2 separate regions of the Mus musculus genome follow, and region 2 is linked to region 1. Evidence: chromatin contacts called from public Hi-C data. All regions are on one chromosome and are shown on one strand. Each heading gives the region's core, a stretch centred on a gene start, on an enhancer-like site or on the middle of the called end of the contact. The rest is flanking DNA. Distances are from core to core; before and after follow the strand shown. Region 1 overlaps Gm33592 (a long non-coding RNA gene). Region 2 has its middle 78 kb from the start of Gm33592.

Evidence for each region. Hi-C and Micro-C count contacts between places; a contact is called where the count stands out from the background.
Region 2: a Hi-C map of the G1E-ER4 cell line shows a contact between it and region 1, with 3 times the contacts expected there. The contact joins two enhancer-like sites. A contact is called at or near these places in 2 of 39 promoter capture datasets (the 3T3-L1 cell line and the C10 cell line), 2 of 484 Hi-C or Micro-C datasets (the G1E-ER4 cell line and cortical glia) and 1 of 115 datasets of contacts at active chromatin or transcription factors (neural progenitor cells).

The regions. Positions count from the first base shown.
Region 1 is chr2:19,008,694-19,013,667 of GRCm38.p6, reverse strand. Gm33592 (a long non-coding RNA gene) reads right to left here. Exons shown (of 4, transcript XR_374032.2): 3 at 1,816-1,984. Among named protein-coding and RNA genes, the nearest start is that of Gm33592, 4.4 kb to the right of the region's middle. Within about 2 kb of position 1,992, at least 16 of the 459 cell types and tissues checked have an H3K27ac peak or open chromatin away from gene starts, as enhancers often do. A contact at or near this core is called in the G1E-ER4 cell line, where this site is marked.
Region 2 is chr2:19,082,401-19,087,374 of GRCm38.p6, reverse strand. No RefSeq gene overlaps it. Among named protein-coding and RNA genes, the nearest start is that of Gm33592, 78 kb to the right of the region's middle. Within about 2 kb of position 2,019, at least 6 of the 459 cell types and tissues checked have an H3K27ac peak or open chromatin away from gene starts, as enhancers often do. A contact at or near this core is called in the G1E-ER4 cell line, where this site is marked.

The DNA.
Region 1 (4,974 bases), core at 743-3,242:
CATTGAAACACCAGGCACCGCCATCTTGATGTTAACAGGCTTTAAAAGAAAATCATACAACTATGTCAATTGATGAAGAAAACACTTTGGCACAAATTAAACCATTTTTCCTGGTTAAAAACTCTTGGTGCATCAGGAAAAAAAGAAGAGTATTTCCTGGAGACCATTTACCAAAATCTTGCAGATGCCATTATATGTAAGGCAAGGAGGGCCCCTCTTACTGCTCCCAGCGTTATACCGGAAGTCCCTGCTGCTGCAATTTAGTTAAAAGACAAATTAGTAAGAGGTAAGGATGGAGGAGACAGAAGTGACTTTGTTGACAGGGGAGATTTGTCTATGTAGAATATTACACTAGATAAAAATTAAAATGACCAGGTTTGGTGGCACATTCCTTTAATCGCAGCACTTGGGAGACAGAGTCCAGTGTACCTGTGTGACTTCGAGGCCAGCATGGTCTACAGACTTAGTTCTAGGACAGCCAAGGCAGCATAAAGAGACCTGTCTCAAAACAACCAAAAAGAGAAAACTGACACCTGGGATGTAGGATCCTGGGATAAGGTCCAAGTTCATGAAATGCAGGATTAACATATAATGGAACATAGAATGCACAATGCTTTCCCACAGCAGCGACGATTAATTAGAATATCAAGCCAAAATACAATATGGTCCACAAACAGCCTATCCCCCAAATGAAATACTTAAGTATAAGTGTACTAAACTATATTCTAAACCATGTTTAGAAAACTGCCAAGTTTTTGACAAAAAATACCTATTTGAATCTCTAAACAAACATTTCATATAAAATATAGCTTTGAAAACTCCACATTAACATGTGAGTTCTTCCCTACCTAGATCTATGGATTCTATACAGTTCCAACCCAAACCCCCAAAGCTCTTTCACAGATATTGACATAACTCCTTCTAAAGTTGACTCAGGGAGGCAAAAGACCCAGAGTGGCCACCAAAAATGCTGAGGGATGAAGTTCGAGACTTGATGCTGCCACCTAAAACCTTTCTATAAAATCTACAGTGACCATGACACTGTACTGTTGGCAATATCATATGTAGACAGATCAAAGAACACAAAATCCAGAGTCCTAAAGGAGACCCTACAAATTTAGTGACCTGAGTGTTGTCAAAGGAGCGGAGGAAGTACTGGCAGAAGGATGGTCACCAAGAAACGATGCTATAACAACAGACACACACATACACATTCATAAACACATATACATACATACATACACATATACACATATATTTACACATACGCATATATTCACACACACATACATGCACACACACACGTTATGCCTTTCACAAGAAATGAACTCAGAAAGATCAGCCTAAAGCCTACCACAGAAAACTCTAAAACAGCTAGAAGAAAACACACACCAGCCCTTGGTTTGGGTAGTAAGGTTTTATCTACAACATAAACCAAAAAAAAAAAAAAAAGAAAAAAAAAAAAGAAAAAGAAAGAAAAAAAGAAAAGAAAAGAAAAGGATAAAAAAACTTCATCAAAATGTAAAATATCTGCCATTAGAGACATTGCTAAGAATAAGAAGAGGAAAAGACAAACCATAGACGGGGGTGGGGGGAACGTGTTTAGAACATGTTCTTAGTAAAAGATTGTATCTAGAAGACACAAAGGATCTTAAAAACTCAACAATAAGAAAATGAACATCCCAATTTAAAGATGGTCAAAAAATCTGAAAAAAGAACTTGGCAGCAATAATTAGGGAAAGAATCCCCCTTTACCCCCCCCTCACTCCCTTACCTCCCCCCCCCCCGCACCCATCTTCGCATCCCCTCACTCACCTCCTTACTCCTCACCTCTCACACAGCCCCCCCCCCCCCAACCGGGGTTAGGATCCTTCAGTGGAGCCTCATTTGTCCATTTGCCCCATGTTATCGCTGGTGACTTTATAGAACAGGAAGGTCATCATCACAGAAGGTCTTGTGACAGGTGGGACAGAAAGATAAGGGCCTGCGAAGACGAAAGTACAGATTAGAGCTAGGGAGACTCCAAAATGCTAAGCTGTTGGCTGTGAACATGGAGGCAGAGTCCAGGGTCAAGAAATGCAGCATCTTCTAACGGCTGAAAGAGAAGAGGAAATGGGTTTCCCCCAGAGCCAGCACCAGGAGAACCCTGATAGACTTTGAATTTAAGCCCTGAAACCTATCTCAGACCGCTGAATTCCCAAGCCAGGAAAGAATCAACTTGGAATGCTTTAAGCTAACTTTTTTTTTCTTTCTTTTTTTAATATTTATTTATTATATGTAAGTACACTGTAGTTGTCTTCAGACACTTCAGAAGAGGGCGTCAGATCTCATTACAGATGGTTGTGAGCCACCATGTGGTTGCTGGGATTTGAATTCAGGACCTTAGGAAGAGCAATCTTAACCGCTGAGCCATCTCTCCAGCCCACTTTAAGCTAACTTAAATTGTTGCTCCCCTCAAATCCTAAGCCAAGGTCTTTAGAAGGGACCTTGCCCATAGTTGTATCTGAGAAAGGGGTGTGCCCCTGACATGCTACGGTGTTTCCTAAATTTACTGCAATGGGTTATGCCTGAAATAGGAAAGTCTTAGAAAGTCTATCTGTTTGGGTTGCAAGCTCCTTTTACCCGGTGGGTGGGTAGTATTCTTTTCTATTGTCTTTCCGTGGGTGAGGCAGGGTTTAAGCTCAGGGCTCGATTCTGGCTCTCAAGGTTATGACATTTAGTATTTACATCCTAAGCCAACCATCCCTCCAGCTCACCCTTGGCCAAGTGTCTTTTTCTTTATTTCTTTTGTTTCTTTTTGACTTTTAGAAATATATTTGCCATTTTAGTTGAGCCCTTTGTTGAAAATATTTTATATTTCTCATTTGTGATGGTTTGTATATCCTTGGACTAGGGAGTGGCACCATTTGGAGGTGTGGCTCTGTTGGAATAGGTGTGACCTGGTTGGAGTAGGTGTGTCACCGTGGGTGTGGGCATAAGATCCTCACCCTAGTTGCCTGGAAGTCAGTCTTCCACTAGCAGCCTTTGGATGAAGACATAGAACTCTCAGCTCCTCCTGTGTCATGCCTGCCTATATACTGCCATGGTCCCACCTTGATGATAATAGACTGAACCTCTGAACCTGTAAGCCAGCCCCAATTAAATGCTGTTTTTTAATAAGACTTGCCTTGGTCATGGTGTCTGTTCACAGCAGTAAAATCCTAACTAATACATCATTCATTCTCAAACAACTGTTTGGTTAAAAAGATTCAAAATGACACGACAAACTGATAAGTAAAGGGCAAAAATGAAACTCAAAATGAGACTCAGGCAAAGCTATACTTGAGTAAACATGCACAGACTGAAACACATCTATTATAGAAGAAAGATTAAAAAGAAAAAATAAATAAAAAACTATTCAATTCAAGAAAGTGGAAAAAGATAAATAACTGAAGAAGAGGAAGAGAAGGAAGAAGAGGAAGAGGATGAGGAAGAGAAGAAATTTTATAACTAAAATTAGAGTCAGATGTGGTGGTGCACTCCTTTAATCTTAGCACTCAGGAAACAGAGGCAGGTGGATCTCTGTGAGTTTGAGACTAGCCTGGTCTACATAGTGAATTCAAGGACAGTTAGACCCCATTGCAGATAAAAATAGAGGAAAGGAGGGAGAGGAAGAGGTAGGAGAAAACAGGAGCAGCTAGCAAGCACACTTACCAACTTGTTAAATGTATGTACAGCATGTGACATCACCAGAAGAAAAGGAAAAGACTTCGTTGACAAAAATGCTCATGAGAATAAAATGCTTAGTGCCAAACCCAACAAGAAACATGTAAGGTGTATGTGAAGGAAATGATAAGATTTACTGAAGACAATAAAAAATAACTTTGTAGCAAATAAAGCAGATGTCCATGGTAGACCCTTAGGTAAGGAGTCCCAATGTTACATAACTGCTTAGTTTAATTTTTGTCTGTAAACTTAAAGCAATCCCAATAAGAGAAGTTCACTCTCAAGTTCATAAGGGGGAAAAGAGCTTACACATAACCATTTTTTGGAAATAAAACCATGATGATTGAAGATTTGACCAACAAGTTAGCAAAATATGAAAATACAGTGGCTTTTAAAATAAGTGATTATGGGAAAATAGACACTAGGTGACTGGAAATGGAAAGACAGCACATTCTTGTCTAAACAAAAATTTATTTAGAAAGTAGTATTTTATATCAGTCTGCAGGGAAGAACCTATTAAAATACGCTGGCCTGGGATATCACCACATACCATGAACAAAAATCTCCAGTGGAATCAAAAAGACATTTAAAAAAAAATCACTAAAAGATTCAAAGAACACACACAATATTTGTATAATCTTAGAGAAGGGAGGGAGGTAAATGAAATGTAGCATATCTTTAACATAACTAGTACTTTAAGGAAAAGACCAACAATAGATTGAGGTAAGATACTTCTAACATATATAGCACATGGAGGATTAGCATCCAGGATAAACCCTTCTACAAAACAATAAGGGAGCTGAGAGACTGAAGAAGCCAGCCACAAACTAATGAGCACAGCTCAGGTGCTGGTGGCGTGAGGTTGGAGGATTTATTTCCCTGGCTGACAGCGCTCTGCTGTTGACCCTCTCTGGAAATGTCCTTCTGTGGAAAAGACTCTTGTCACCAAGAACAATGCAATCCTTGGCGTATCATAGAACTGACGGAGAAACTCAATGTTGAGTGTTTGGTAGGTCAAGGACACCCAGTGACTTACTTCCTTGGCACACAAAGAGAACATGTCTGTAGACTAGACCCATCACATGCTAACATGGAGTGCAGGTGGGGCTGATCAAGAGATGGGAACACTGGTCTTAAAAACATTCATCCAGTCTCTAACCAGCTCTGCCTGGCTCTTTCACTTCACTAAGCAGACTTTTGTCACTTGCAATAAAACCAGCTGTTTCTGAATAGAACCCCTGTAGCATAAGAAATAGCCCCCAAGAAATG
Region 2 (4,974 bases), core at 770-3,269, 74 kb before region 1:
TCATGGCATAAACTTTAAAAGATATCAACTGCAAACTATGTCTTAACTCATACTAATTGTGAGAACCAGTAATTAGCTTATAGGAATTTGGCACACCATGAATAGACACAACTATTACTAAAAATTAAGTCACCTGAACACATAATTAACCAATTACATTAATATCAAAGGTATTAGGTACAGAAAATGAATCATTTATTCATGTTTCCTACCTGAGATAACCACCTGCGTTCTTGTATTACTTTCTCCATTGTCCCTTTGCAATAGACATTTGGCAAGCAACCTCTGACCCCATACAAGGGATATCAGATTAGTGGCATATAAAGCACTGAGACTATTTACACCACGGAATCCGCTTAGTGTCTCAGAAAACAGGTGGTTAAATATTAGCTTGCCGTGGGATGGAGAGGAGAGACAAGCACCTCTGGGAGATCACCCAAAGAATATGCAGTGCGGTTACCACAGAGAGGCCACGGAGCAGCCCGCAGTATATTAAATATTAAATAGCTACTGGGAGCACCTCTGCCACAGCCTGCACTCACGGCAATTCTACTGTCTGTTGTGCCTTGTTGGTTCTCAGCCCTTCTGGCAAAACAAGCCCCATGGCCAGTCCAGAGTGCACACAGGATCTTATGACCAACCTGGTGTCAATCCTAAACCCATCCAACACTGCCCCACTTACTGCCACAAGAAATAACACCACAGTGCTCCCTGGGTCATGCTTCTCAGATGCCCTGCTCTTGTAGAATCGCATGACTGTGGATTTGTGAAAAAAAGCCAATGATAAAATAAGTCTAATAATATATATGAAGTAACCTATGTAAAATATTAATTTCAAATGGGCATGATATGATAACAGGCTCATTTTGTCCCCTACACCTATCCACCACGCTTTCTAAACATCTCATACTCTTCAATTTTTTTTTCCTTTTTAGAAACACTCTTTATTTAATTACCTCTCTATAAAGATATAATTGGCCAGACACACTAGAGAAATGGTTGATAGGTTGGTGCTAGATTGACACGTGGGTATTTGCCTCACATAGATAAATATTTTTACTCACTTTATCTCAATAGACTCTGAGCTCTCAGAAAGACTTCATAGAGAAGAGGAAGAAGGGGAGGGAGGGGGAGGGGGAGAGAGAGAGGGGGGGGAGAGAGAGGGGGAGGGGGAGAGAGAGGGGGAGGGGGGACTTAAAAACCCTGGACCCAGTACTTCATAAGGTGTTCCATCTTATTTATGAGACAGAGTCTCTTGTGGAACCTGGAGCTGAGGGATCATCAGATAGACTGGCCACCCCCAACCCCCATCCAACCCTGTCTGCTTCCCAGTGCTAGGATTAAAGATTTGTGCCCCTTGCTGGCTTTTACTGAGGACCACTTCGGGTCCCCATACTTCCACAAGATGAGCTATCTTCTCAGCTCTTGGTGCTTAGCAATTTTATCTTTACCAAAAATAAACAAACAAACAAATAAATAAACGTTTGCCTTAACTGAATTCAGACCTCAACTAATGACAGGTAAGCTAGGTACCCAGAAGGGGGAAAAACAAGAATGTCAAAGGAAGAGAAAAAAAGATTGAAAGAGCTATGTGGGGTGATTTTTTTTTTAGCGTCAACTTTTAGTTATTTTAAAATTTAGCTGAAGTTAATTTGCAAATTAACAGATAGTCTGCTACGTGGCACAAGCTTTCCTGTGGTGCTGCCCTCAAGCCTGCAGCATCACCGAGTATCCCAGGTTTGATGCCCACCCTACAGCTTGTGTGGGGTCTCAGAGGTGACAGCTGTGTTGAACTGTGCTTTTGGAAGCATGGTTTTGTCCAGTCATGACGTTTTAAGACATTGCAAGGAGAGCTGGTGTTTATCTCTCTTCAGGAGGAAGACTGGGCTATCAGCTGTAGTTCAGACTCCAAAATGTCCTGATGCCCATACAAAATTTAAAGAACAGGATCGGGGAAGATGACTCGGTGAGTAAGAAGACTTACTTTGCAAGCACGAGGCCCTGAGCTCAAATCTCTAACATGTTGATAAGAAGCTGGGCATAGAGGTGTGTGTCTTTAACCACAGCATTGGAGGACAGATACAGGCAAATCCTGGAAGCTCACTGGCCAGCCAGGCTAGCTGAAACAGCCAGCTTCCAGCTCAGTGATAAACACTGTCTCCATCCAATAAGGCAGTGTACACTAGACAAAGACACCCAATATTCTACTCTATCCTGCACACTTATGCATATGAGCACACACATCCCACATGCACATATACACGCAATACACACCATACACAATAAACAAATAAATAAAAATAAAAATTGAAAAACAATTTGGGAACCATATTACATTTTCTCTTAAAAAAAATAAAAGTTATATTCTTGGGCCAGTAAGGTGTCTTAGTGGGTTAAGGAGCTTGCTGCCAAGTCTGATGACCTGAGTTCAATCCCCAGGACCCACATAATGGAAGGAGAGAATCAATTCCTGCAAGTCGTCCTCCACACTTCCACTATCTGGCACATGTGTGAAAATGCAAAGTACATAAATAAATTCAATTCAATTTTGTAATGAAAAACTTGTTTTAAAAAACTTTAAAAGAAACATTGACTTCTTTGCTTTCTCAAAATGTTAGTTCATCAGCTTTAGGCAATTTATCACCTAGCTCTTTTCCAAGAACTTACTCCATACTCTCTCACCTCCTGCCTTTCCATTGGAGAAAACAGTAAATGGCAAGTCTAGGTGTCTGAAGCCAGGCATGAGGGTTCATGGAAGGCAGAGGCAGGAGAACTGACACAAGTTTGAGGTCACCCTGGTCTTACATAAAAATCCCAGACCTGCCTGGACAATAGAGGGAAACCTCGTATTAAAAAAGAAATGTAGGGCTAAGGCCAAGGCTTTCCTTAGCCATGTTACCTATTGCTCTCCACTTTCTACTAAGGAGAGGAAATAATTTGGCTCTCTCTTCTCATTGTGTTAATTCTGAATGAGAACTTATTTTTATCATAAATTACTCACATGAAGAAAAAGACGGTTTAAGTAAATAATGAAGAAAATTTCAAATAAGCTATCTGGCTTCCTAAGGATGTTCAGCGTTTTATAAAAGCAACATTGACTCAGACTGGCATGACCACTGCAGGAAATAGTTTGGTGGTTCCCAAAAAGCAGATTTTCACTGAGTGCATGCCCCAGACACTTCTGGAATCTCTCCAAAAAAAAAAAAAAAAAAAAAAATGAAGACATGTGTATCTGAGGATTCGCTTACAGATGGTCCCAGCAGAATTACCCATGCAAGCCCAGGAAAACAGAGACAAGTGGCAAGTCTGTCACCTTTAAATGATATACAAATGGCTGTGTGTGTCCACACAGCCAGAAACTCTCCTGTGATAGAATGAAGGAGTTCTCATGCATCCAATGACATGAACGGACCACAAGAGCACTGTGCTGAATATGTACGACCTCCTGATGTAGCATTTCATTTATAAGAAGCATCTGGGGTGAAGAAAACAGACTGATCAGTTTCTGTCTGGGAGTGGAGATGAGTTGAGCCCATCTGTGAATGGGAGAAGCTGTGGGATCGTAGTAAGGACCTAACCTGGAACGGCAGTACTTACTGTCTCATTGCCCTATCAGAATACCAGTCATTGGGTAATTTATAAACCAGTAAAGTTAGTTAGAGTTGTTCGAGACTCAGCCCAAGCTTGGGCAACCACCTGCTGAAGCCTTCATCCTATGCTGTAACCTGGTGGAGGTACAGAAGGAGAAGCTGTGAACCAAGAGAAAAAACACTAGGGTCAGCTCAGTCCGGAGCACTTTGTTCTCACACTAGTGAATGCCATACAATGAGAGATGGGATAAGCTGGAATACCCACCTAACTACCTCTTAAAGGACCTTTCTACCACCCAATATCCCACAGTGGCAATCGGTTTTCAACATGAGCTTCTGAGGGGCCACATCACATTCAAACCACAACACTACTTAGAGAGCTGTCAAAGCAAACATCCCAACAACATTCCAAATGTACTGTCACAGAGAAGAGAAGCCAAAGGGTGAATCCTGGAGGCCTAGGAGCTCCGTCTTTGACACTGCCCTCCAAGGCAGAGACCAGACAACGAGAACATTCCAAACAGTTCCTGAATTCTTTTCAAAGATTTGCTTTGTGTAGTGATTTTTAAAAAAAAATGAAAAAGTGATTCTGAAATGATTATAGATACATTATACAACTGAGCAACAAATTGCTTGTTATTGTGGAGGTTCAGGGGTCTGACTGAAAACATATATACATATATGAATATGCAAGAGAAGGCAAGAAGAAGGAAAAACCTGTATGTGGGGTGAGTAGAAGAAAAATATTGGGGCATGTGTACAACTCAGTGCGAGAAAATCCTACCTGCCTGCACTGGTCCCAGGTTCCATTCCTCACCCTGCGGAAACTAAAAGGAGACAGAACAAAAAGAAAAGAGGATGGGAAGAGGCCTCATTGCTTTAACTTCTAATTTGGAGAATGCGCAAACTCCATACGAATGCACACTTGCCTGTTGGTGGGGGGATTCACCTCCCCGCCATGAGAAAAGGGAAGCCAGTGAGTAGGGGCTTCATTAAATTTGGGCACTTAAATACTTCAGTATAATAGTAAATTATCAATTATCAATCTTTGGAAAACAGGTTTTTTTCTCATGAGTTTGTACCAATAAATATGTGTAACTATGGAAAAGGAAAGGGCTTCCTTTCAAAGTAACTTCCAAGTGTGCAGTGGTAAATGAGGAGAGAGCCGCACAGGCTCTGATAACTGTCACTGACCATGGCTGAGATCCAATGGGCAAGAATTATCTATAAGTAATAAGTAGGAAAAGAGATGAGGAAGAGGAGGAGCAGATGTTTGCTTGTGCCTCAAAGAGTGTGCCCTGGTGTGCTTTTCAGTTACAAGGAGAAACAGAACAAACAGTGGCGTCTTCAGACCAATGATCAAAATCAGCATCATAAATTCTGA